2 separate regions of the Sus scrofa genome follow, and region 1 is linked to region 2. A link is a contact called in public HiChIP or PLAC-seq data. All regions are on one chromosome and are shown on one strand. Each heading gives the region's core, a stretch centred on a gene start, on an enhancer-like site or on the middle of the called end of the contact. The rest is flanking DNA. Distances are from core to core; before and after follow the strand shown.

Region 1 (4,867 bases), core at 2,097-4,596, 150 kb after region 2:
TTTGGCATGCTTTTGAATTTTACATTAACTATATCATATGGTATGTGTTTTGGTGCTCTAGAATGGGAGATGAACTCGAGATAGTAAGCATAGAAAACCCTTTTAGGAGTTTTGTTGCAAAGGAAACAGAGACATCGGGCAGTAGCTGCCAGTGGCAGTGGGTCAAAGAGAAGATTTTATAGGACTGGAGAAATAATACCTGCTCGTACGCTTGTGGGAATCACCCAGGAGAAAAGGAAACTTTGATAAGATAGAGGAGGGGGCATAAGTAGTGGAGCGATGGTGATGATCTTGATTAAATAAGACAATATTTTGGTCTGTTGTCTTAGCAGATGGATTGGCTTTAGCTTGGAGCATGGAAAACTCACCTATGTAACAGAAGGGAGGGTGGGGAAGAGGTTACAGATGCTGGTAAGTGGCTATGGGTAGATGAGAGGGTGAGATTCCTAGGAAGTTTTCATATTATTGCTTCAACTTTCTCAGTGGAATAGGAAGCAAGTTTATGAATCAACAATAAGGATGAGAAGGAAAGAGGTATAGGTTTGAGAACAGAGAAAGTATGAAATCTAGATGAATGGAGGAGAGAAGTAGAAGGGATTCCTGGGCAGCTCTGAGGTTCAGGGTGATGCAATTATTAATGTGAAACTAGTCAGTGTGATTGTGTATTTTTTTTAAGCCACATTCTGATGCATGGGTGCTGACATGGAATAGATGGAGAACTGGCTTGTGCTTTTGCCCAGTAAGCATGGCAAAGGAGGAAGAGGGGAAGGGGGTTGAGAGTGTGTGCAAGGGAGTGATTGTGATGACTGGCCATTGGATTAAGAGAGTGGATAAGCAGGTTGCAGAATTGTTGGAGTTAGAGTACTACAGGACAATATGGAAACATGAGGTAGTGTTCAGAGTGTGGGGTGTTTGAAATTGTGGTGCTGAAGTGGCCATGTTTGATAAGGCTCCCATGATTATGCCAGGGGAATAAATGGCTGTGTTAGGGTAGGAAAAGGTCCTTGGAGCAGAAGTCAGGGAATGGGGATGATCATCTAAGTATGTATTACAACCACCTAGGATTAAGACTGAAATGATATTGGAGAGGCTGACAAAAGCAGATGATGGAAAAATGAAGGGGGCTAAGAGCAGTGATGCGGGATACTGGCTGGCAAGATTTAAAGCTGCAGGTTAATAGTGGGAGGGAGAGAGAGAGAGAGAGAGAGAGAGTCTGAAAGCAGTGTTGAGGAGCAGGAAGGACACCTACCTCACCTCCAGGCTCAGTCTACAAGGCTTATGGTTGAAAATACAGTACCCACTACTTGAGAAGGGGAGGGGAAGCAGTGCCCCAGGGGAAAGTCAGGTTTCCCTTAAGCAAGCAGGCAAAGGGAATGTGAAGAAATCTGCAGAGGCAGAGTTTATAGGAATTATCCTTTGCATAAATAAATAAATAGACTCTAAGTGGCCCCATATGATCCCACCTCTGATGTTCTTGCCCTTTTGTGGTCTCCTCTCTTGAGTGGAGGTGGGATTTGTGATTTGTTTCTGGCCAACAGGATATGGCAGAGATGACCAGATGTATGTGTATAGATAACTACTACAGATAGGAAAGGAAGAAGTTTAAATATAGCAATGTTACTCAATGCTTTTAATTCCTTCTGAGGTATATTGCAAAGAATCACATGTTGATCTATTATAAAATCACCTCCTTAGATTTTCCTTCAACTTTGTCGATAGCAAAGACTTGAAAACAACCTAACTTGCAAAATAACTTATAGCTTATAACTCATTCGTTTGATTCACTTTTTCAGCACAGACAACAAATTTCTGAATTGTTCTCCTGAATTGTCCTCGAGGTTTTTCACATCGATGCACCTTAGTAATGGGTGAGAATTTGCACTTTGTTCTGTAAGGTAGGGGAAGAACAGTTTTGAAAGGGGAGGTTGTGTCCTCAGGTACTTTCTCAGGCTGGGCAATTTTAGACTATAGTATACATGGCATTTAGGCATCTGGAAATGAATTCCCTTAAAGCTAGTCTTGAAAAGTCTTCATAAACCCCAGAGGACACCAGTTTGAAGAGGACAGATGCAGAGGCTGTCAGTCAGAAGAGAAAAGTGTCCAGACTGGGCAAGCCAGCACAGCATGGGGTTAGGGCACTGTGTGCACAGAGTAGGTGGGACAGTTTCTGGGCGACAAGACTTAAGAAATGACTTTAGAATTTTCTAGTAGTAATTAGTCTTGGTGGGACCCCCAACAGAAGTATTTCACTGGTTTGTTAGAAGAATTAGTACATCGTATTTTCCGAAACCTTAAAAATGTCAAATAATTGCATTCATCTTGTAAAATTTTCAAATAAAGGAAGTATAAAGTCAAAAGCAGGGTTTATGCAATTCCCTATCCAACAGGTAACTTTTTTTTTTTTTTTTTTTTTTTTTTTTTGCTATTTCTAGGGCCGATCCCACAGCATATGGAGGTTTCCAGGCTAGGGGTCTAATCGGAGCTGTAGCCGCCGGCCTATGCCAGAGCCACAGCAACGCGGGATCCAAGCCGCGTCTGCTCCCGGCAACGCCGGATCTTTAACCCATTGAGCAAGGGCAGGGACCGAACCGCAATTTCATTGTTCCTAGTCGGATTCGTTAACCACTGAGCCACGAAGGGAACTCCTCAACAGGTAACTTAATTAACAGGTGTATTGTTGGACCTTTTAAAGTCCCTTCCAACTCTGAGGTTCCACCTAAATCTTTTCCAACAGAAACCATTCATTTTTCCTAACACCTGTCCAGGTTCTCAATTCTATGGTTCCATGACTGTTTTGCGCATCTCTTCACCCCAGGAAGGCATCCTGAGAGTTTAAACACCTTCAAATCTAGTTGACCCAGGGCTGGCGAAAAGGGAAGGAAGGTGCAGTCCATCCCAGTTTCTTCTCAAAGTAAACCTCTACAACTACCTACTCCCTAGAGCAAGTTAATTTTCATGCCCACGCAGGTCCTCAAAAACACGGCCCACTTCATCGCTTTTTATAAACTTACTGGACACCCACTACACGCCAAGCTCTCCTGCGTTGCTTGGATACTTTTTGACAAAGGGGTGCCCATTCGTCAGATCACCACTCCCTCCAAGCAGCCTCTCCCCCCACCCTTGAGGGCAGAACCCTCCGCCAGGGCCGGAGACCTGGCGGAGACTCGGGACTCCCCGCCGACTATGCTGCTGCGCCGGCGCCTGCGCAGAGCGACCCTCTCGTCACTGGGGCAGGAGGCGGGGGCAGTGGAGAGAAAGGAAAGCTGCGGGGGAGAAGGGCCAAACCCTGAAATTACCCGGATGTGGTCTCCGCTCGCGCATGCTCAGTGTCTTCTCGACAAGTTGGCAGCAACAACACGGCCGTGGACGTCGTCTCCGCTGCGGTAACGGAGCGGCTCGGGTGGCGGAGCCCGCGTTCGCTCCGGCCTGCTCTCCTCGGGAGGCCCTTCCCGCCCTCCCCTCGGCTCCGCGGCCGCCCAGGGGGCGGTGCGGGTGAGGGGAGCCGGCCGCCCAGCGAGAGAGGCCTCTTGCCGCGGGGCGGCGCGGGAGCTCGAGGCGGCCCGGCCCGCGCGGGCAGCGGCGCGGCGCCGAGGAGGGGCGGCCTGGCGCGGACGCCCCGGGGCGGGGGCCGAGGAGCGCTCCGGGCCGCCGGGGGAGCGACGGGCTTGGCGCTCCCGCTGACGAGCCGCGGAGGGAGAAGGGACGCCCCTCGCCGTCGCTGGAGCCCAGGTAACGCGCCATGTCCCCTCCCCTTCGCCCGGCCCGGCCCGCGCACCCCGCCCGCGGCTTCCCCGCCCCGGGGCGGGCTCCCGGCGGTGGCGGCGGGGAGCGCGCGGGAGGCCAGCGGGCCCAGCGCGGCCGCCTGTCGGGCCCGCCGGGCCGGCTGCCCCTGAGCAGGTCGGCCAGAGCCGGGTGCCTAGCGTGCCTGGGGCTCCGGAGCGGGTCCTCCGGCCCCGAACTCCGCTCTCAGTTGTCGCAGAATCTAGTTAAACTCGGACAGGGACTCCTGCGGCGGCCGCCTCTCCTCTTTGTTGTTCTTGGAGTAATACTGTCCCTCCCAATCGAGCGTATCAGGTCGGCTGGAGTGAGTGTATTGCCTTAGGTCTAAATGAAAGTTGTAAATGGTGTGTCCTAATTTCTTTTCTTGGGCAAAATTTTATTTTCTCTTTGTCTCATATTTTCTCTTCCTGGTTGTGTATTCCAGTTTATATTTCTGCTTTTGATTTGTTTACTTACTTTTTGAGTATTGTGGGTGATAGCGGTGTGGAGGAAACATTCTTAGCACCTTACACCCGCCTTCCCCCCGCAAGCCTAACAAAAAACTAAAAGCTATAGTTTATGTTATTGCTAGGACTACAGTTACTGAGCATCAAATTGGTGTAGGATGTGTAGGGCGGTGGCTCCATCCCATGCCCCAAACTGCTATTACGATTTCTTAAACTAGATTTAAAATTTTTTTTCAAAGAAATGGATGTAGTTAACTAGATTGTGTTTTTTGGGTGGGAGGGTATAGAGGAGTTTAAAAAAACTATTGAAAAATGATAGTTATTTCCTTCCCCAAATCCCAGTAAGATTAAATATATATACTTATTTCTAAGTAGTTTATTTTTAATTTTGTTTCTTAATGCCTTCAGTTTCTGCACCATAGTTCAAGGTGAAACTGCCAGTTATTTAGGAATAATAAATATAAGATAATGGAGAGTAATTTTATTTAGCCTGAATCGACTTTCTAAAAGCATGTAGTCTTGGCTAATTTTTTAACAACCTTTGACTTTTTTAAGAATGAGCATCCTTTTAGTCTCAGGAGCAGTTTGATTATTTGGGTGTTTAAAAAGGAGGTTCAGTACTTTTTTTCTGAAACTATTTA
Region 2 (4,730 bases), core at 1,170-3,669:
AAAAAACTGACATTGTTCAGTTTTTCATCCATCCCCATTTTTTCTCCCTAGAGTAATATAAACCAAACTCAAGACATCATGATTGTCATTTCATCTCTAAATACATGCTTAATAACACACTGCATTTTGAAGTATACCTATATGAATAAATGCTTTATTTCGACATCACAATGTAGATTCCTGAGGGCAAGTATTGTTATCTTTCTCATTCCCATTTCCCAATTAGTTCATCTCAGTAGAAAATGTCATACAAAAAAATAAACTACACTCTGAGGATTGCTTAATCAATGCATGGTTTCAGACAGTTGTTCTTAAACTTGAGCCAGTATCTAAATCACCTGAAGAACTTGTCAAAACACAGACTGATGGGGGCCAACCACAGAGTTTTTGATTCAGTGGGTCTGGGATGGGGCTCAAGTATTTGCATGTCTAACAAGTTCCCAGGTGATGATGATGATGAGGAGGAGGAGGAGAAGGATGAGGTGATGATCCAGGACCACACTTTGAGAATGTTTCCTTTAGAACAAAGAAGACATCAACATTCTAAACCTGCCCATTAATTATTCAAACGTTAATCATATGTAAGGACTTAGGAATACAGGGAGACAATTTTTATAAATCCCCATTTTTATGGAACTTATACAGGAAAATACATAAAAAAAATACAAACATGAGAACCATGAAGAAACACAGGTATTGGAGACGCATATCAGAAGTTTCTTATTTAATTGGTACAGGGTAGGCATCAAAAAAATTTTTAGGGAGTTCCCTCCGTGGCTTAGCAGTTAATGAACCCAACTAGGATCCATGAGGATATGGGCTAGATCCTTAGCCTCACTCAGTGGCTAAAGATCCGGCATTGCAGTGAGCTGTGGTGTAGGTCACAGACGAGCCTCGGATCCTGCTTTGCTGTGGCTGTGGCATAGGCTAGCAGCTGTAGTTCCGACTGGACCCCTAGCCTGGGAACCTCCATATGCCACGGGTGCGGCCCTAAAAAGACCCCCCCCCCGCCAAAAAAAGTAAGACTACTAAGGAAGATGCATTAATAGAAATGATTTTCTGATTTTCTTTTATAGAGCCTATCCTAGAATACTCTAGATATTTGATTAAATGCCAATGATTGGTGACATTGGTTTTAAACTAAAAAAAGGAGAGATACATGCTGTTGACAGGAAAAGAATGAGGCTGCTGATGGAAAGAATTAGGACAGAGAAGAGACCGCCCAAGATGAATGGCACCTGTAATTTTTAAATTTTCTCCCATTCAACTTGCTGCATCTTGACAGTTATCTGGCAAGCAGGGCTTTTTTAGGTCATGCTTTTTCATAGTCCCTCTTTCACAGCTGTGGTTACTATAGCAGCCATGCCCATCATTTATCCTCTACTCTTTCCCCAACATGCCCAATGTGGCATGGTTGCTCCAAATTTTACATAATTGTAAACGAGTTTAGAAGGGGAGAGTTCATTTTTCTCTACTTCTGCTCAATCTTCCCTATCCTACATTTCCATCACTTTTAATTTTCTCATTTCATCGTTGCCTCTTTATCCTTTACATCTTTACTTAAAAATTATTTTTACTATATTTTATTTTCTTATTTTTATTTATTTATTTATTTTGCCTTTTCTAGGGCCACTCCTGTGGCATATGGAGATTCCCAGACTAGGGGTCTAATCAGAGCTGTAGCCACTGACCTACACCAGAGCCACAGCAAGGCCAGATCCCAGCCGCGTCTGTAACCAACACCACAGCTCACAGCAACGCCAGATCGTTAACCCATTGAGCAAGGCCAGGGACCGAACCCGCAACCTCATGGTTCCTAGCCGGATTCGTTAACCACTGCGCCATGACGGGAACTCCTACTATATTTAAAAGCACAAAAACTCGATTATAGTGAGGACTTTCTGGTGATAACATTTTATGAAACAAGAGTGAAGAAATATCCTTCAACACCGCAACTGTGGATGGGAACAGATTATTCATCTATTTCCCGATGCTTTGAAGACAACAATTTAGGGTTCCAGGGCTTTTCTGAAAGGGAATACTGAATATCTATTGGTGGTGACTGTAATGATAAGGATCATTAGTAAATTCCCTGCGGGCCAATAACTGTGCCAGCAAGGGTAGAGAGGGGCAAAGAATTCTGCAAAATAGCGACGCTTCGACAAACAAAAATTGCTGAGAAACAAAGCGTTCCTAAAGTGAGGAGGCTTTGCATTTCCTGGGTCCTCCTTCTGCAGCTTCTCCAGTCTCCTGGCTTGTATCTAGTTCCTAAATCTCGCCCATCCTCTCCCGGCCTCCACTGGCTGTCCAGGACGGACCCGAACCCTTAGCCTTCCTCTCAGGTTCCGCGACTGGTACCCGCAGACCTGCTCCACCCGATCCCCGGCCTCGCCCGCGCCTGCGCAGAACCTCTTCTCGCGCGAACGCTCAGCAATCACCTCCGACCTTCCCGCTAGCTGCGGAGATGTGAGGTCCCCAGCTGTTTTCATGGGGCTACGGTTTTTTTCTGTATATCAGGATTCCTTCCACTCTACGCGACCCCTCTCTCACTCCTCGGGGTCGGGCTCTTAAGGGAATGAATCCGGCCTCCAAACAGTAACCTCAAGCAACCGGACAGATGAAGGTCCTGACAGGCTGGGACGTGGGTGCTCAGGCTGCGAAACCTCCCGGCGGAGCCCCGCCTCTTAAGGCTGCTTCCTGCCTCCGCATTGGCCCGCCCGCCCGTCAGTCTCCGCCCATGGGGCCGTGCCGGCAGTCTTCTCAGCTCCTCTCCTCACTACGCGGATTTACTGGTGGCCTCCCCGGTATCCAGCCGACCCGGCCGGGTGGACCCTTAGCTGGCGCCGGCTCCGGGAAGCCTAGAGAAGGGGAGGGGCGGACTCAGCTGGAGCTGAGCATCGTCCGGGTGGGCTGAGAGGCCGTGGCCTCTCCGTTCGAAGCACCACCTGTCGCGGGGCGAGACTTGTGGTAAGGCTCTGCGCGGCGCGCAGCTGCGGGCGGCCTGGAGCGGCGGGGCCCGGGCGGGAGTTCCGGGATGGGAGCGGGCGCCGGCCTCCTCTCGCCGGGCCAGGGGAGCAGATTGCGGACCCGCTGTCGGCTTCCGCGCGTGAGGCCCTCAAGGTCTCCGCTTAGAGGGTGGGAAGGTGGGGTGAACGGACGGGAACGGAAGAGGCTCACCGAGTCCCGGCTGAGAACGGGGGCAGCGGGTCGGATGGCGGCGACCCTCTCTTCGGCTGTCGGCGGCTCTTCCCTGGCGCTTAGGGACGCGACTTCCCAGTCCAGGGCGCCCTCCTTCCGACTCGTAGTAAGGCCCTGAGGACTCCGTAACAGGAGCATCTTTTACCCTTTACTCCCGCGCTCGGTAAAGACCGTTTTTGTGGCTCCATATTCCTTTATCAAATAGATCTCTTCTTCTGCAGGGATGAATTAATGGCAGGATTGGGCATTTTGTTTGTATGTTGCGATTGTTCTCACTTTAAAGGAAGTTTGTTGCGGGCTAGAAAGTTCTAAGAATGGAACCGTTCTGTTCATTGATATGAAATGACATCTGTGGACTATGATTGGCAGGTTGTTGTGTTTTTTCCCCACGCTGGTGATAACCATTTCTGCTTGTATGGTATTACATTGAGATCCTGGATTTGACTTTTTTTGTTTCCGAAGATAATTCTAGAAAATTTACGTTGCCTTTTGGAGTGAAGAAGCGTAATCAAAACAATTCTCAACAGACATGCTTCCTTACAAAAACGTGTTATCTCATATCTGTGTGATTTACCTTCTTAAAGTTTATGGCAGGCACGTCAAACCAAAACAGGTGATAGCATTGTTACTTCTTTTAGAGTTGCAATTGATAACCATAGAAGCTGTATTAACTGTTAATCATGGGCGGGCGCTTCTCTCTACAAGAATTATCTCGAAATAAGGCCCTGAGGTCGATACTGTTACTGTCTCTAATTTACAAATGAAGGTTAAGTAACTTCCCCAAGATCAACAGGTTTTAAGTAGCAAAGCCTGGATTCGAAGTAAGGCAGTCTAACTTAATAGCTCCAGCCCCCTCTTAGTGCTCCATTAAAATTGTTCATGTTGGAAAGCTAATTGCAATGTAGTACTTAAAAGTTTTGATCTTTTGTTGCCAAGCATTCTAGAAATTAGATAAGAAACAGTCGTTTCCTTAACAGCCCATACCGCCCTCCCCCATATACACACCTGTACATGTTGTATATATACATATTCATAAACATATGTATATACACACACTATAGTCGTCACACAAATGATATATAAAGATACACTGTGTAACGACTATAACCTGTTGAGTTACATATTAGGTTACATGGTTTGCAGAAATGAAGGAAAAAGTTCTTATCTTCTAATAGTGAACCTTTAAATAATGAGCTTTGAGCAGTGATTTGTAACCTGTATCTGATTCTTTTATGGTAATTATAAAGACTTAATTGAAAGTTAGGCATAGAGGCCAGAAATGCTGATATACCTTTACCATATGTTAATAGGGATGTTGGGCTATGCTTTTGTAAAAGTTTTTCATTCTGTTGAGAATGAAAAACTTATTCTTGATCAGTAGTTATTCCTGAGAAAGAACTGCTTACAGGTTTCACTCTTAGAAGGTGTTTATGCATAATGTTTTTGACTTTTAATATATTTGTTATGAAAACACATTAAAAATTCATAAAGGAAAAACTAATTTACCTGTTGAGAATTTCTTTTGTAAATTA

What was found. HiChIP or PLAC-seq counts read pairs in DNA pulled down with a chosen protein or histone mark.
Region 1: an H3K27ac HiChIP or PLAC-seq map of skeletal muscle shows a contact between it and region 2. The contact joins the promoter of SMAD4 here to the promoter of ME2 in region 2. A contact is called at or near these places in 1 of 47 Hi-C or Micro-C datasets (heart right ventricle) and 1 of 2 datasets of contacts at active chromatin or transcription factors (skeletal muscle).

What each region holds. Positions count from the first base shown.
Region 1 is chr1:100,570,779-100,575,645 of Sscrofa11.1, forward strand. SMAD4 (SMAD family member 4) reads left to right here and starts at 3,347. Exons shown (of 12, transcript NM_214072.1): 1 at 3,347-3,729. It overlaps LOC102159046, which reads right to left and starts at 3,741. Exons shown (of 2, transcript XM_021084754.1): 1 at 3,297-3,741. The coding sequence starts at 3,741.
Region 2 is chr1:100,416,985-100,421,714 of Sscrofa11.1, forward strand. It overlaps ME2 (NAD-dependent malic enzyme, mitochondrial), which reads left to right and starts at 2,420. Exons shown (of 16, transcript XM_021093285.1): 1 at 2,420-2,967.